2 separate regions of the Rattus norvegicus genome follow, and region 1 is linked to region 2. Evidence: chromatin contacts called from public Hi-C data. All regions are on one chromosome and are shown on one strand. Each heading gives the region's core, a stretch centred on a gene start, on an enhancer-like site or on the middle of the called end of the contact. The rest is flanking DNA. Distances are from core to core; before and after follow the strand shown.

Region 1 (4,020 bases), core at 694-3,193, 47 kb after region 2:
TGCAGGCCCTAATGGCCAAGCCAATGGTGACACTGTGAATGCAACTCTAATGCAGCCTGGCATAAATGGGCCTATGGGCACTAACTTTCAAGTTAGTACAAATAAAGGGGGAGGTGTATGGGAGCCTGGGACAGTGAATTCCCAGAGTTCACCATGGGGAAGTGGAAATGGTGCAAATTCTGGAGGAAGTCGAAGAGGATGGGGAAGTCCTGCACAGAACACTGGCACTAGTCTGTCCAGTGTTGAGTGGAACAAACTGCCTAGCAACCAGCATTCCAATGACAGTGCAAATGGCAATGGTAGTAAGAAACTTACAAATGGATGGAAATCTACTGAGGAAGATGATCAGGGTTCTGGCACATCTCAGACGAATGAGCAAAACAGTGTGTGGGCCAAAGCAGGAGGCACAGTGGAGAGTGATGGTAGTGCAGAGAGCACTGGACGCCTTGAAGAAAAAGTAACCGGGGAAAGCCAGAGTAGAGATAGAAGAAAAATTGATCAGCACACATTACTCCAAAGCATTGTAAACAGAACTGACTTAGATCCACGTGTCCTATCCAATTCTGGGTGGGGACAGACTCCTATTAAGCAGAATACTGCCTGGGATACAGAGACATCACCAAGAGGGGAAAGAAAGACTGACAATGGGACAGAGGCCTGGGGAAGCTCTGCAACACAGACTTTTAACTCAGGGGCATGTACAGATAAGACTAGCCCTAATAGTAATGATACCTCATCTGTATCAGGGTGGGGTGATCCCAAACCTACTCTGAGGTGGGGAGATTCCAAAGGCTCAAACTGCCAGGGGGGGTGGGAAGATGATTCTGCTGCTACAGGAATGATCAAGAGCAATCAGTGGGGGCATTGCAAAGAAGACAAGTCTGCATGGAATGATTCGCAAAAGAACAAACAAGGCTGGGGCGATGGACAAAAGTCAAGCCAAGGTTGGTCCGTTTCTGCCAGTGATAACTGGGGAGAATCTTCCAGGAGTAACCATTGGGGTGAGGCTAATAAGAAATCCAGCTCAGGAGGCAGTGACAGCGACAGGTCCATTTCTGGTTGGAACGAACTTGGTAAAACTAGTTCTTTTACTTGGGGAAATAATATAAATCCAAATAACTCATCAGGATGGGATGAATCTTCTAAACCTAACTCTTCCCAGGGATGGGGAGACCCTCCAAAGTGTAATCAGTCCCTAGGTTGGGGAGATTCATCAAAACCAGTTAGTTCTCCAGATTGGAACAAGCAACAAGACATTGTTGGATCGTGGGGAATCCCACCAGCCACCAGCAAGCCTCCTGGTACAGGCTGGCTTGGGGGACCTATTCCTGCTCCAGCAAAGGAGGAAGAACCCACAGGCTGGGAGGAACCATCCCCAGAGTCTATACGACGAAAAATGGAGATCGATGATGGAACTTCAGCTTGGGGAGATCCAAGCAAATACAACTACAAAAATGTGAACATGTGGAATAAAAACATCCCAGAAGGCAGCAGCCGCTCAGACCAGCAAGCACAGATGCACCGGTTGTTGCCGGCTGCAAGTGCCATCTCAAGCAAGGAGACCAGCAGTGGCTCTGGTAAGCGTTCCTATGTGGAGTGCAGTGGTATTGTGGAAGCAAGCTTTGTGTTGACATGCAGTCATAAGATTTGTGTATCACAGTTCTTGAGCGTGCACATCAAGGCCTTTCAGCTGTGACCTAGAGGTGAAGTCTACCAGGCAACAGCTCTGTCTTGGGAGTGTTGCCCTATTCTGTTAGGAATGTAGTAGAAGGGACTGAGTGGCAGAGTTACGTACTTATTTAGGTATTCTTAACCAAGCCTTAATAATGTGGTTTCACTATTGAAGTACAATAAAGCCAAGTGCCTGAGTACAGTACTCTGGATATTTGATATTATGTTTGACCTTAGTGGGTTTCCTAAATGAGGCATGAAGTCAGCATCTACTCAGATAACTGGATACAGTGTGTGCATCTGAAGCATTGCACTGCTTTCTAGTATGCTCGACCTTTCCTCTCCTGTACTGAGCAAAGTCTTTTCTCTGTAAATTGATAGGGCAACATTTTGTAAATGTGACAGGCCCACAATGCCTTTGTTAATGGGGAGGTTTTTTGTTTTTGTTTTTTTTTTTTTGGTTCTTTTTTTCGGAGCTGGGGACCGAACCCAGGGCCTTGCGCTTCCTAGGCAAGCGCTCTACCACTGAGCTAAATCCCCAACCCCGTTAATGGGAGTTTTATTGAGTAACGCTGCATTGGTTAGAGAGCTGGTAATGTTTTCAGGAATTCTTCTTTTAGTGCCTAATTTTGTGGGGTTTTTGTTTTGTTTTGAAATACAAGCCTATTCTATTGATTTATGTTTAACTCTTAGGGAAAGTGTAGACCTCTTTTCCCGTGTGTATAAGGTAGGCTGGCTGTTTACTTGATGGTAGTCATAGTCAGTTGTTGTCCACTACAGTGCTATGGGAAGAGTGTCCTTTCAGTAAAATGTAATTAGTGTAACTTTACACTGCACCTGCCTCAGGTCTCAAGCTTTGGTTCAGAAGAACCTGACGTTTTTAGGAAGATGATTTGCTATATTAAATTATTCAAAAGAGTCTCCTCTTACACCAGATGGCAGTTTTGAAAGAAAAGGTTAAAACGTTATACAGTTATATTAATGCAGAATAATTTGTGTTCTTCACAAAATATGCCTCTTGCTTGTCACAGCATCATTTTTCAGTTGTGTGATGTGAAATTCTTCATCTCGCTTCCCAAGTCCTCTTCCTTGTGTCCTTTATTTAAGGTGTTTCCTAATGTCTATGCTGATGACTTTTTTTCCCATGCTTTCTAAAGGCTGGGGTGAGCCTTGGGCAGAGCCTTCTACTCCAGCCACGACTGTGGATAATGGTACTTCAGCCTGGGGCAAGCCCATAGACAGTGGTCCCAGCTGGGGAGAACCCATTACTGCAGCATCCAGTGCATCCACGTGGGGCTCCAACTCTGTTGGTCCACAATCATTAAGCAAATCTGGTAAGTCATCTGTGATTGTTAGCAGCCATTTTGTAGTGCTGATGATAAACTCATGAACTACATTTAAAAAATGGGCTAGTGCTTCTAAATTGTCACTACTGATGTATTTCTCAAAAGTAACTAAGAATAATTTACATATCCTCCACTAAATCTAAATTCTTTTGTTTGATTATTTAAAACTGAATGTAGCAGCTTTTATGCCATTCAGCTTGAGAGACTAGATAATATAATGTGAGACACGTGTCCAAACCATCAAATCTTAGAAGGGAAGGACCCTGAAATGTACATGAATATTGTTCCTCTACCATGTTGGGCTCAGGACACATTATGGGAGCCCCAAGGCCTGTGTGTGTAGAGATAGATGTTTGTTCTACTGTGGCTTCAGTACCCTTTGAACAGCCTTGTAGAGAATAATAGTATAGACAATTGTCTTTTCCACCTCATTCACCCTCTGTTCTTTGTATCATTTTAAAAAACCAAGTAGGTATGCATAAGAAACCACTATTGCTCATGATTAGAAATCCTAAGATTTATGAAGACATGGAAAGTTTCATTGGATGTTTAAATAAGTTCTTTCCAGTGTCTTTGAATATAGTCAAAAAGCACCTTTTCTGTTACATGCATTTGAGAAGTAAAGATGTGTATGGTTTAGCTCCTATGTCTCTGTACTTTGAAACATGCCTGACTCTTGGAGAATTTTTTTCATAAATTCTGTTCGCCTTTGTATCATAAATCTACAAATCAGGACCCAAATCTATGCAAGATGGCTGGTGTGGTGAGGACACGCCATTGCCTGGAAGTCGCCCCACTGGCTGGGAAGAGGAGGAGGATGTAGAGATTGGGATGTGGAACAGTAGCTCATCTCAAGAGCTTAACTCATCCTTAAACTGGCCACCATATACCAAGAAAATGTCATCCAAGGTAAACATTTCAAGAGCTTTGCTCTTGCAACTTCAAATCTCCAAGGTAGTTTACCCACAGAAAATTAATCTATCTGCCCGTTTATGGCAGTCAG
Region 2 (3,833 bases), core at 308-2,807:
CACCCAGGAGACAGAAGCAGGCAGATTTCTGTGTTTGAGTCCAGTCTGGCCTACATAGAGAGTTCTAGGCTAGCCAAGACTATAGAGTAGACCCCATCTCAAAAACAAAAACAAAAACATTAAAATGTAAAAATTACTAGCATTTATTTAGTATTCTTCATTTTACAACTTGTAATTTTTTTCCAAAAAATGTTTATAGGTTCATAAAATTAAGAACATTAAAAGAAGAAAAATGCGAAACAGAAGTTAACACGTTGGTTAATTCCTTTCTGGGCATTCATCCATTCATTAACTTATTTACCACAACACACCTCTCAGAGCAGAGCCAGACAATCACAGAGCTTGTTTCATAGGAGAGACTGGAGCAGGTTTAAACCAGTTAAAGGACTTAGAATAGAAAAGAGCAAAAGGAAGTAGTCTGCCGAGTGAGTTTGAGAAAGTAAAGGGGAGTAGATTTTAGGTAGAGAAGAAATTTTTTGCAGATTATATGCAGATTTATGCAGATATTATATTTATGCATTGAATATTTACACACCCATGTGCATTATAATAACTATGTCTTAATGTATTATATTGCTGCATCAACCTTTAGGTATGTATCTTACTGTTTTCTTTCAGGTATGTGTCTACACTGTAATTTTAGAAAGTAGTTGTAATAATTGTATTTTCACATATTATATTGCTGTATCTTATCTCCATGTGGATTTACATATTTTATCTACAGAGATGTATCTTACAGTGTCCACAAATATAAGCATGTTTGGGTGTTCACATGTTTTTCTGAGAACTAGTATGGCATCTGCATTTTCATCCTTTTATTGTAACCAACACCCCAGGCACCGCAAGTAGTTGCGTTGAATGCCACCTCATAACGTTGGACTTGGTAGCTGGTTGCAGTTAGTTTTTCAATCTTTTTAGTGCTTCGAGTTAATATCTCGATTGTGAAGTTCTTAAAAGTGATACCCCAAACGGTTATTTCTTGAGCAGAAATTCGTGCAAGTGGAATTGCTGAGTCAAGGGTGTGTAAAATTTTGAGGCACAAAATCGTTTCGAAGCCTCTGGTATTCATTCTTCACCTGAGAAGAGGCACAAATAGAGAGGTTAAATAATCTGGCTGAAGGTCAAAAGTAATTAGATGTGGGTGAATTTAAAAAACGGCGCGGGCTAGTCTGGCCGCGGCAGGGGTGGAATTTGCGGTTTGCTGGATTTTTTTTTTTTTTTTTTTTTTTAAGGAGTGTTTCTGTAAGGGAGGGGCCGGGCAGAGGGGAAGGAAACTTGTGTCGCAGTAAAGGAGGAGGAGGGGATGGTCGGAGTCAAGCCCGAGATAGCTTCGGCGAGAAAGGCTGCGCCCCGCTCTTGCCAGGCCCCAAAGCCGCTCGTGGGGAATCTCGGAGTTCCCCGGCAGCTCCGGCAAGGTCCCGGCCGCGTCAGACAGTTGCCAAGTGCCTGCCTTGTCCAGTAGGCCTAGTTGCTAGGGCCTCCATCTTGGGGGCCCCCGGGGCCACGGCGCCCCCGGAAGGGGTTGCGAGTGGGGCATTCACTTCCGGTCTGGGGCCTGCGGCGGCAGCGGTGGCGGCGGCGGCGGCGGCAGCGGGACGGTGTAGAAAATGGCGCTGGTGCAGCGGCTCGGGCCTGTCCCCGCGGCGCTGCGGAGGGCTTGAGGCTCGCGAGCCTCGTTCCCCGCGCCCCACGCGCTAGTGCACTTTACACACATGAGGTGAGAGGACCGGAGGGGAGGCTCACTCGGGGCCAGGAGCCAGCCTACAGCGCTGCCGCAGGACCCTTCGGGCTGATGGGCGGCGGCGCGGGGCAGTCCCCGAGGGCGCGGGCCTGGGCGGGAGTCACGGGCGGTCCGGGAAGCTTCGGTACCGCGCGGGTTACAGCTCTGGGCTCCGCCGCCCTGGGCTCGGCGGCCCGCAGCGCTGCAGCCCGCAGCCCCGCCCCTCCCCCACCGCGCGGGCGCTCTGCCGCAGCAGCTCCGTTTTCACGCGCATCCCCTCCCCCCGTTTTTTTTTTTTGTTTGTTTTTGTTTGCTATTTCAGAGAGTTGGAAGCTAAAGCTACCAAAGACGTAGAGAGAAATCTTAGCAGGTAAGATGGGCGAGCCTTCAGTCTCCCGCCCCTTTATAATCGCGTGTTTCCACTCTGCTTCGCTCTTCCTGGGTTTACGGACCCCCCCACCTCCACTCCCACCCCATCCCCATCCCCACCCCCCAACCCCGTGTCATTTGCTTTCGCACTCAGGGAACAGACATTCCGGAGAAACGGCCTCAGGGAATATTGCATGGGGGGGGGCATTGCAGGGAGACGCGTAATTACGAGTGTGTTCGTTCTTAAAAAGAAAAGCAAAAGGCAGTTCTTGTAAACTTAGTTAAAGCATTCTCACCCTTTTAGAATTTAATTAGGGGACTTGTGCATTAATTACTATTGTAAATGGTTGCAGGCATTGTGTGACTCATGATTGAGGCGGCCCTTATGGCGGGCTGTCAAACTGTTTTGGCTTCCCCGTTATTACTTTGTAGCTAAATTGTTGCCTTTATAAAAAGATACTATGTGTTCGCATTTTTTTCTTCCCTGTCTCTGCACATTGTAGTCAGGCGGATTCTGTTGCTTTGGAAACAGTTTTGTCCTTGAACTTCATGAAGTATAAACTGCGTTTTGTTTTCCTTTGAAACTACATTTTAGTCTATGTTCAGTGTGTGCTCTTTTTATCAGCTGGGAAAGTAATTAACAATTGTTCCCAGTAAGTGATTATCACTTCTGTTGGGCCTGAGTGCTTTTGCACTGGTAACTTAAGCATCAAATACTACCTCAAAAGAGAAGTGGGTTTTTTGTTTGGTTGATTTTTTGTTGTTGTTGTTGTTGTTTGTTTGTCCTCTACTCCCAAATAATGTGTTTCTGGAAGACGTTTAGTTTTATTGAGCCGTAATTACTTCAATATCATTGAATTGTACTGTACTTGTTTTCAGATCCACATTTAAAACAGACTTTTCCTTTCCTATTTGCTTTTTTCTGTTGCATCATATTTGGACACTCAGAAACTTTGAGATTAATACATAAAACTTCATTTGTTTTAGGTCTTAATGTGGCTTACATTTGCTTATTGGAAGTTCTAAGTTTATGTTGGGGTTATTAGCACACTTGTAATTGTACAAGTATTTTTCACCATGTAGAATTGTTTCAAATTTCTGGCTTTTGATTTTATAAATGTTAATCTGTTGGGGTGACTGTTCAAGAATCTGTTCTCTTGGCAAAGAAACAGTATTAGCTTACTCAGTAAGGGGTTTTCTGAAACTAAATAATTTTGGAATCATTTAAAGGGACTTTAAGAGCTGATATCAGTGGCTAAATGTCAGCTGGATGTTTAAACAAGTTATGTTGTGAAAAGCAGGAAAGAAAGAATAAGATACATAACTGAACAAAGTAGATTGCATTATTGAGATGTAATTTTAGTAATAGTGTAGGTTTTAGATATTTTTCTTGTTTCAGTTTTTTTTTTTGGGGGGGGGGACTAGGCCGCTGCACAGGTCTTGTTTCTGTGAGGGTACCTAGAATTTAGGTAAACATTGTAACACAAGCATGATTTTCCACTTCATTATGATTGGGCAGAATTCTTCTCTTGGCCTTGTTTGAATTCCAGCTCTGCCACTTAAAATGACCTTGACTCTTGGCAGGTCACTTAGCCTCTGTCTAATCTATGAAATAAGAGGCTGGGGCCATCTTAATTACAAAGGTCTGTTAGACCCCCTTGGGTTACATAAAAAGAGATCAAATGCTGTCAGTGTCCACAGAAGGCGTGTACAATCAGGTGGAGAAGCTATGATATGTACTTAA

What was found. Hi-C and Micro-C count contacts between places; a contact is called where the count stands out from the background.
Region 1: a Hi-C map of psoas muscle shows a contact between it and region 2, with 1.6 times the contacts expected there. The contact joins the enhancer-like site here to the promoter of Tnrc6a in region 2. A contact is called at or near these places in 2 of 12 Hi-C or Micro-C datasets (liver and psoas muscle).

The regions. Positions count from the first base shown.
Region 1 is chr1:187,122,473-187,126,492 of GRCr8, forward strand. It overlaps Tnrc6a (trinucleotide repeat containing adaptor 6A), which reads left to right. Exons shown (of 25, transcript NM_001395157.1): 6 at 1-1,577; 7 at 2,829-3,005; 8 at 3,751-3,926. Among named protein-coding and RNA genes, the nearest start is that of Tnrc6a, 47 kb to the left of the region's middle. Within about 2 kb of position 1,944, at least 1 of the 93 cell types and tissues checked has an H3K27ac peak or open chromatin away from gene starts, as enhancers often do.
Region 2 is chr1:187,075,987-187,079,819 of GRCr8, forward strand. Tnrc6a (trinucleotide repeat containing adaptor 6A) reads left to right here and starts at 1,558. Exons shown (of 25, transcript NM_001395157.1): 1 at 1,558-1,717; 2 at 2,043-2,090. The coding sequence starts at 1,713.